2 separate regions of the Mus musculus genome follow, and region 1 is linked to region 2. Evidence: chromatin contacts called from public Hi-C data. All regions are on one chromosome and are shown on one strand. Each heading gives the region's core, a stretch centred on a gene start, on an enhancer-like site or on the middle of the called end of the contact. The rest is flanking DNA. Distances are from core to core; before and after follow the strand shown.

The links. Hi-C and Micro-C count contacts between places; a contact is called where the count stands out from the background.
Region 1: a contact with region 2 is called in a Hi-C map of erythroid progenitors, with 7 times the contacts expected there. The contact joins two enhancer-like sites. A contact is called at or near these places in 3 of 484 Hi-C or Micro-C datasets (embryonic stem cells, erythroblasts and erythroid progenitors), 1 of 115 datasets of contacts at active chromatin or transcription factors (fetal liver) and 1 of 9 other capture datasets (embryonic stem cells).

Annotation. Positions count from the first base shown.
Region 1 is chr10:41,194,841-41,198,841 of GRCm38.p6, reverse strand. All of the region lies in intron 22 of Fig4 (FIG4 phosphoinositide 5-phosphatase), which reads left to right. Among named protein-coding and RNA genes, the nearest start is that of Gm25526, 19 kb to the left of the region's middle. Within about 2 kb of position 2,266, at least 12 of the 459 cell types and tissues checked have an H3K27ac peak or open chromatin away from gene starts, as enhancers often do. A contact at or near this core is called in erythroblasts, erythroid progenitors and fetal liver, where this site is marked.
Region 2 is chr10:41,003,934-41,008,162 of GRCm38.p6, reverse strand. No RefSeq gene overlaps it. Among named protein-coding and RNA genes, the nearest start is that of Gm48057, 29 kb to the left of the region's middle. Within about 2 kb of position 1,277, at least 28 of the 459 cell types and tissues checked have an H3K27ac peak or open chromatin away from gene starts, as enhancers often do. A contact at or near this core is called in erythroblasts, erythroid progenitors and fetal liver, where this site is marked.

The sequences.
Region 1 (4,001 bases), core at 1,017-3,516, 190 kb before region 2:
AATGGGTAAATATATTATTCTAAATAAGGCTGCACCATTCCTTGGGGGAAAATACAGAACACCCTGCTAGCGTCTGCAATGTAATTATAATATTTTATGTCCAAAAATACAACTGGCATTTGAGTGCGGGGCAATAGGTCTTCTCCCTTTGAGGCTGTGAGGAGCTTAAAGCTAAATTCCCTCTGCTCATGCCCAGGAGACAAGTGTTGATTTTTTTTTTAATTTTTATTTACTTTTTGTCACCAAAGTACACTAATAAGCTAGGTCACTCTACTGGAATCCATAAAAGAAATTTGTCTCACCATTTCTACAGTGTGTGGTATTTAAATGCTAGTTTTGGTGGTTTTGTTTTGTTTTAATCTGGCACCCAGTGCTACCACTATGATAAGAGATTGTCTGTCTGTGCTGGTCTTTAACTTCACTCGGTCTCTGTCCAACAGCCTCTGAGTGGTATGGATTTTGTTTTCTTTCCCACCTCAGAAATGCATATGTCCCTTGAGAAGTAAATTAAATAAATAAATAAATAAATAAATAAATAATCTCATTAGAAAATCAGAGCTGAATCTGTTATTGCTGCTCATGTCTTTATAATTAAGCATTAAACTGTGCCCTCCGATGTAGGGCTAGTGGTATTTTGTCATTTAAAAGAAACCTCATGTTCTATGCTCCCAACACGTGGGACACAGAGGGAGTAGGATCAGAAGTTTGCTAGTCTGTTTGAGTCAGACACGATGGTATGCCCCCGCAACTCCTGCATTCAGACATCTGAGGCTAGCCTGGGCTACATAATAAGATTGGCCAGCCTGCTGCCACAAGATATGAGTGTCTAGGGGACACCCAGAGGCCCGCCCACAGTGTGTGTGAGCAGAAGACACCCAGGTTTCCGTCAGCTGTGTGTCCTGCCCACAGCAGAAGCCATCAAGGTGTGCAAGTGTGTGGTGGACAGAGGGGAGAGAAAGATGAGTGGGGTGGTTTGAGCTCTATGAAGAGGAGTGGAACTGGGAGGGGAGGGTGGAGAGAGTTGTGAGTAGCCTGGGCTGACACCTGAGGCCACGGTGAAGTCTCTGCCTGTAGTGCCGCTATGGGCCATGTCCATGGCTCAGATTACCAACTAAAGACCCTATGAAAGTCCCTGGTCTGAGTTGGCCATGGTCTGGGACCAGGTTGATGTCCAAGGGCTAGGAAGAGCTGGCTCTGTCCCTCACTGGCTCTGGCACTTGGGAGAGCAGGGCCCTGCACCTCACTTGGCACAGTAGAGCTGGCCCTGGTGGTGGGAGCATGGGTGAGCATGGGAGAGCTGTCCCTGCCACATAAGGTGGCATGGATGTGGTTGAGCTACCCCTGAGGGTATGAAAGCAGGAGAGCTGGCCCTGCCCCCTGCCGGCTACAGTCTTAGGTGAGCCAGCCAGGCAGTACAGGAAAGTTCACCCTGGTGGTGTGGGCGCAGGACAGCTGGTGGGCTGACCACTCAGGCCCAGATCCCCATCCTGGAGTTGACCCACACCAACATGTACTCCATCTATGCACTGCTGGAGCGAGTGAAAGAGCTGGTCCTGATAGTGTAGCAGAAGCCAGAGGCCTCGAACCAGACCAATGACTCATTGCAATGAATGTTTGCAATTAAAGACGTGTGGACAGAAGCGTATACTGTGGAACACATGCGACACACTACAACTCCCTGGACGAGATGGTTTTTATGTTTTGTTTATTTTTTTTTCTTTTGTGGGGAGGTTGCAAGGGTGGATAAGGAGGAAGGGAGAGGTGAGTGGGATTCGGCTACACAATGTGAAACTGAAGCAATAAAAAGTTAAAAGAAAAAACTGTTTAAGTAGTTAGAGTATGGCTGAGCGGTAGTATGTTTGCCTAAGGTGTCCAGAGTCCTTGGTTTGATTCCCATCACTGTAAGAATTCAAGCAAGCTCATATTTAGCATTCTACATGTCTCATCTATATAACTGATGGTGGCCATGATAGACCAGAAGCTGGCAAGCGTTCCTAGATGTTAGAATCGTCCCGCGGGCTCAGCAGCTGCCCTCTCGGTCAGGTGTTCTGACTTAGTCTGCGGTAGGAGCCGGGAGTCTTCGGGCCACACAGAACTCCAGCTTAGGTCTATGAGGGGCTCCCTGTGACTGGATCAGGAAACAGTGGTTCTTTGTGAATCCATTTCTTCCTGCCCCCTGTTACCCCAGCAGTCCTGGGGATATCTTGAGCTTTATTCTGACTCAGATGCAGCAGGAACTATCTCAACATCACAGATGTATTGTTCAATGTAGCACTGGGATCACGGGAGGACCTGCCTGCTGCTTGATAAAGCCATGCCAGCTAGGGTTGGCATGTCCTGTCCGTAGAGTTTGTCATTATTTCTGTGAGTCTGCTTTCAGTGGATCAGGTTCTGAGAAGCAGAGGGAGGACTCCCAGTTTATTTCTTGATAAGAAGTCCAAGTTGTTGGGTGGAGTGCATGGCCCTGTTTGTGTTGCCCTGGCCCTACCACCCCTGGGACGGCAGGGTCTCTTCCCCTGCTGGTCTAAGGCTTTAGTTCCCAGACGGTGTCTTTGAGCAGCCATTGGATATCTGCTTATTCTTGCCAGGAATGTTATGCACATGCGGTTCTATGCAGAGGTCAAGGGTCAAAGAGAGAGCAGGGACCATCAGTTCAGCTTTACAAATAGCTAGCGCATCTGACCGCTAGAGCAGGTAAAACTGGGCTTCCCTCCTCCAAAGCGGATGTGAAAGCTAAATATCAGGATGGATGTGTAAGGGCTCCGAGAGGAGCAGACGCTGGACTAATGTAGGCCGTGTGCTGCCGGTGGAGGCCAAGAGCTGCTTTGGTAGCTGACTTGATGGCTATCTCTGAAGACTAACGGAGCCACTTTATAGAAGGGCCTGCTTAAAATAGTTTGGCACTGAATACAACCAGCCATTAAAGAATCCTTACTGCTCATCTTGAATTAAATTAACTGTAGAGTTTCAGTATTGTTCTGAGGCAAAATTATGAATAGATTTGTGTATTATCTCAACCACCCACCATAATAATGTGTTAAGCACAGACATTCAGTAGCCCTGTATCTGTCCTGTGAAACACAGTCCTGCCAGCTGGCATACAATGAGATTTAGCTGTCTCCAAATTCCTTTAACTTGGCTCTTCTTCCTTCTTCCCCTCCTGCCTTTCATTCCTCCCTTACCCCCTCATTCTCTCTCTGTTTGTGTGTGTGTGTGAGAGAGAGAGAGAGAGAGAGAGAGGAAGAGACAGAGAGACAGAGACAGAGACAGAGAGACAGAGACAGAGAGACAGAGACAGATGTTTGTACAGGTTTGCACATGTGTGTAAGGCCAGAGGTTGGCATCGAGAGCCTTCTTCAGTTGCTCTGCACCTTGCTTTTCCTAGGGCTCACCCATTGACTGGCAGGTTAGCTCCAGGGATCTGCCTATCTCTGATCGAAACCACTGTCTCAACACTGGCTATGTACCAGGCTGGGGTTACGCATCACCACATCCAGCTTTAACTGAGGCTTTAAACTCAAGCCGCCATCCTAGTGTGGCAAGCATTTCATTGACTGAGCCATCTCCCCAGCACTTCACTGACTGAGCCATCTCCCCAGCACTTCACTGACTGAGCCATCTCCTCACACTTCACTGATGAACCATCTCCCCACACTTCACTGACTGAGCCATATCCTCACACTTCACTGACTGAGCCATCTCACACTTCATTGACTGAGCCATCTCCCCACACTTCACTGACTGAGCCATCTCCTCACACTTCACTGATGAACCATCTCCCCACACTTCACTGACTGAGCCATATCCTCACACTTCACTGACTGAGCCATCTCCCCAGCACTTCATTGACTGAGCCATCTCCCCACACTTCATTGACTGAGCCTTCTTCCCACACTTCACTGAGCCATCTCCTCACACTTCACGGACTGAGCCATCTCCCCAGCACTTCATTGACTGAGCCATCTCCCCACACTTCATTGACTGAGCCTTCTTCCCACACT
Region 2 (4,229 bases), core at 28-2,527:
TGGCTGGGATGCCTATTTAATGTATGCAGACACTGGCCAGCTCTCCCAGGTCCCTCAGTACTTGTGGCCCCTCCCAGCCCTCCAAGCATCCCTTAGTGCCTGTGGCTCCTCCCTCTCTTTCCTCTCATAGTCCCAGTTTAGTTGGCCCTCCACAGTCAGCCTAGACTCTTCCCTCTACCTGCCCTTACTTACATCTATGCTAAAAATCGAACCCATACTTTAGTCACAACCTCCTCCTCTTGTCTCTCCTTTTCACTCAGCCATTAAAGTGCTTGCCTAACATGCACAGGATCCTGGAATTCAACACCCAGCACCTCGGAGACATTAATTCAAAAGGTCTTGAGGGGGACACTGAAAATCTCCATTTCAAGAATTCTCCACGAAACCGCTGGAGGAGGCCTAATGATTTCACTTGGATAATCATGACGCCGATGTTAACTCCCTACTTGTAGGGTTCACTGTGAGTCTTACGTTCACAGCAATGCTTGGAATGGTGCTTAACACAGTGCAAAGTGGGATGTGGGTGAAGCTCACCCTTAGCCTTCCTCTTTCTTCCCGGGCTGTTTTTATGAATGTAGCATGAAGCAGACTGATGTACAGCCCCACTACTTCCCCTCCCCCACTGACCCATCCCCATCCCCAGCTGCTCAGAACAGAACGGGGGAGAGTGGTGAGATCAGGGCCTTGACCAAACCTGGTGTGTAGCTTCCTGGACTGTGCCAGAGCTTCTGACATCTGTCAAGTGACCACCATGACTATTTGACTATAGCACTTTACCATAGGATGGCTCTGGGAGAGGTAGCCTCGGAAGCAGGGTACAACACGTATCCTAAAGTCTTGATAGCATAGATTCCTTCAAAAAATTGAAAACTAAATGCCAGTTGGCCCCTCCTAAACATGGACAGAAGAGAGAGACTCTGGTTCCCACATCTAGTGGGGGACGTGGGTTGGGCCGGAAGTCGCTGCCCACCAGCCTGCCCACCTTCTCATATTCCCTGTACCATTTAATTGCCACAGCAGTCTTGGGCTATCACCATAAGGACAGGTGTGATAATTTAAATCTCAGAGAGGATACATGAACAGTATGGTTGTGGAGGTAGAAACACGGCAACCAGGTCCAGCCTCGAACCACTGTCTTGATGATACTTAGCCAGAATCATAGATGTTCCTTACCACGAACTGCCTGGGATTCTCTGAGAGCTACCCTTCCTACCTCAGCTATTCACATTACCCTTGCTCCCCACGCCCGTTATCAGACTCACAGACTCTGCCAGATGGTGCCCCACCCAGAGTATGCAACGCCATGTGCCACGCCTGTCATTTCCTGGCACTTCTATCCACACCTCCCATTCTCTGACCTTCGGACTCAGAACTCAAACTGAATGGCACTGGTCGCTTGCATCCCTCTGTTCCCAGCTTGCAGACAGCGCACCTTGGGCCCTTTTCATCTCCATGATCATGTGATCCAGTCCCTTATCCTGTTTCTGGGCTAGAACAGCAGCCTCAAGCAGAGCTTGAGAGTTCGATAGATCCGGGTTCAAATCCCACTCCACTTGGATTTCCAGTAGTCAGTATTCCTCTTTGAAGCCACTGCCCAGACCTTCCCAAAGAATAGAGTTCTCATGCATGCACCATGGAAATGCAGAGGGACACAATGGCAGGACTCCAAGTTCTAGGTTCAAATCCCAAGTCTGTATAACCACTGACTGACTATGCACAAGCTACTTCACCTTTCTGTGTTTTTTTTTTAACATGTAAATGGAGATACTGATACCCTTGAGTGTGTGATGAAATTAAGAGAGACTGGAGTCACCCATGAAGACTTCAGAGCACACCCAGTATCCTAAGACATCAAATTCTGACACAGGCTGAAGCACATGCTGAGAGGTCACAGAATACCGGTTGCTACTGCTTGTTGCCATTTTCATGAGAGGCACACATTAAAATGAATGATTAAGGGCCTAAGCCACATCCTGTGAATCAGAAAACAACACAAAAAACCATAAGCATAAATCAGATACCAGTGTGGGACATTTTACCCCAGGCTGGGCACTGTGTGACATCGTTGCCCATCCGTGTCCAACAGAGAAGTCTGCTTCGCGGCCTGCACCTTTGTCAGCATCCCACCAGCTTGTCATAGACGGTCTCAGTACTGCTTGCATTAAATGATATCCTAGGCTTTCGCTCCTCATTGGCCTCCCCACGTGAGTGTACACGCCAGGCAGCCCATGTTCACAAGATAGGTCAGGGCACCCAGGTTCATTCACAAGTACTGGTGAGACAGAATGTAAGATTAGCATTGCAAAGGACCAAGTGTAACCTGTAAACAACGGTGAATTCTGAGTAACTCCTCAACATAGCTATGAACCATGCCAGGAGATCACAGCTCAGCTGCAACAAGATTGTCACACGGAAGCTGACCAAATACCACACTCCTCCTCCTCCTCCTCCTCCTCAAACAGACAACACAGCTCTCTCTAGCAAAGATGTCTATTTTTTTTTCTTTTTTAAAACAGGGTTTCTCTGTATAGCCTTGGCTGTCCTGGAACTCACTCTGTAGACCAGGCTGGCCTTGAACTCAGAAATCTGCCTGCCTCTGCCTCCCAAGTGCTGGGATTAAAGGCGTGCGCCACCACACCCAGCAAGGGTGTCTATTTTTTGACACTGCAATATGACACTGTCTTCTACAAGTGTGTTGGGCCTCACTGTAGCTGACCTCCTTCTCTGAAGCTGTCACATGGATACAATCATAGTGTCCACCTCCTTGGTGATGGTACGGAATAGATGAAACCACTCTTACAAAAAGCTTCCAGTGTGTGGCTGGAGAGATGGTTCAGCAGTTAAGAGTACTGGCTGCCCTTCCAGAGGTCCTGAGTTCAAATCCTAGCAACCACATAGTGGCTCACGACCATCTGACCATCTGCAATATGACACTGTCTACACTGTCTTCTGGTGTGTCTGAAGATAGTGACTATGTATTTATACACATATAATAAATAAACAAACAAACAAATCTTTTAAAAAATAATAACTAAAACTTCCAACGGAGCCTGGCACACAGGAAACCCTTACAGGGCTACCACTCAGTGTTGTCACTGGCCTTTTCAGTTCTAGTCCTGTCTCTGCAGCTTGGTGTGTTTTCCCTCCTGCCTGCACCATGCCTGGGCCATCCTTTCAGGCCCTCACCCTGCTGACCCCCTTCTCATCTCATAGCCAATGGTCCATGCTAAGCAGGTCACCCTCAGGCCTGCCTGAACAGGTTCATCTCCTACTCTGAGACTTTCTACACTTTAACAATAAATTCAGGTGCAAGAGAAGCATTTCAAACGTTTATTTTATTTTATTTTATTTTATTTTATTTTATTTTATTTTATTTTATTTTATGTGAAGAAATGACGCCAACAAGCCCAGCCGGTCTGTTCTGCTCTTCTGTGCTCTCAGCCCTTTCCCCCTCAGAGATGGAAGCACGTCTTTCTGGAAGAAGACACTTAACCAAGTGACTCTGTAGTGGGGGCAGGTTGGTAGGGAGAGAGAGAGGACTGGAAAACTATATGCATCTCAGCCTGGTCTGTTACTGGGTATCTCACCCACGGGCAGGAGCAATACTGTGCTGCTGACAGCATTGTCTAAAGCAGGTCAACACTGCCATCTGTTGGTCATGCAGAGTGCCTGATCTCCCAAGTAAAATTCCATTAGGTACTAATATACCGTAATTACTGTAATATAATTACCGTAATATACGTAGTCTTTTACTGATGCTGAAAACTCAGAAAAGCCAAAGTCCTCTTGGACATTGCAAAATGTGCCAGGTCTACACAACCAGCCAGCAGAGTCAAAAATCACCTTTCATTGCCAGCCTCTCGCCTTCAAAGGAATACTTAAATGACTAGATGACTCTATGCAGCCAGCGTGTCTCTTTTGCAGTACTTGGGACTAGGGCTAGCTGGATGGTGTGTGCTGGTTATGAATGAATTCTGCTCTTGCAGAGGACCCAAGTTCAGTTCCCAGAACTCACACCAGGCAGCTTACAGCCATCTGTAACTTATGCCCACATAGTGCACAGAAAATAAAATCTAATCGAATCTAATCTAATCTGCACAAATGTAATGAGATGTCTCTGAGCTGGGACATGAATCTAGACACAAAATTCCCTTATGTTTTATGTATGCATTTTTCCACAAAACCTGAGTAATTTTTCACAATTTTGTGCACGAAACAAATTTCATGGT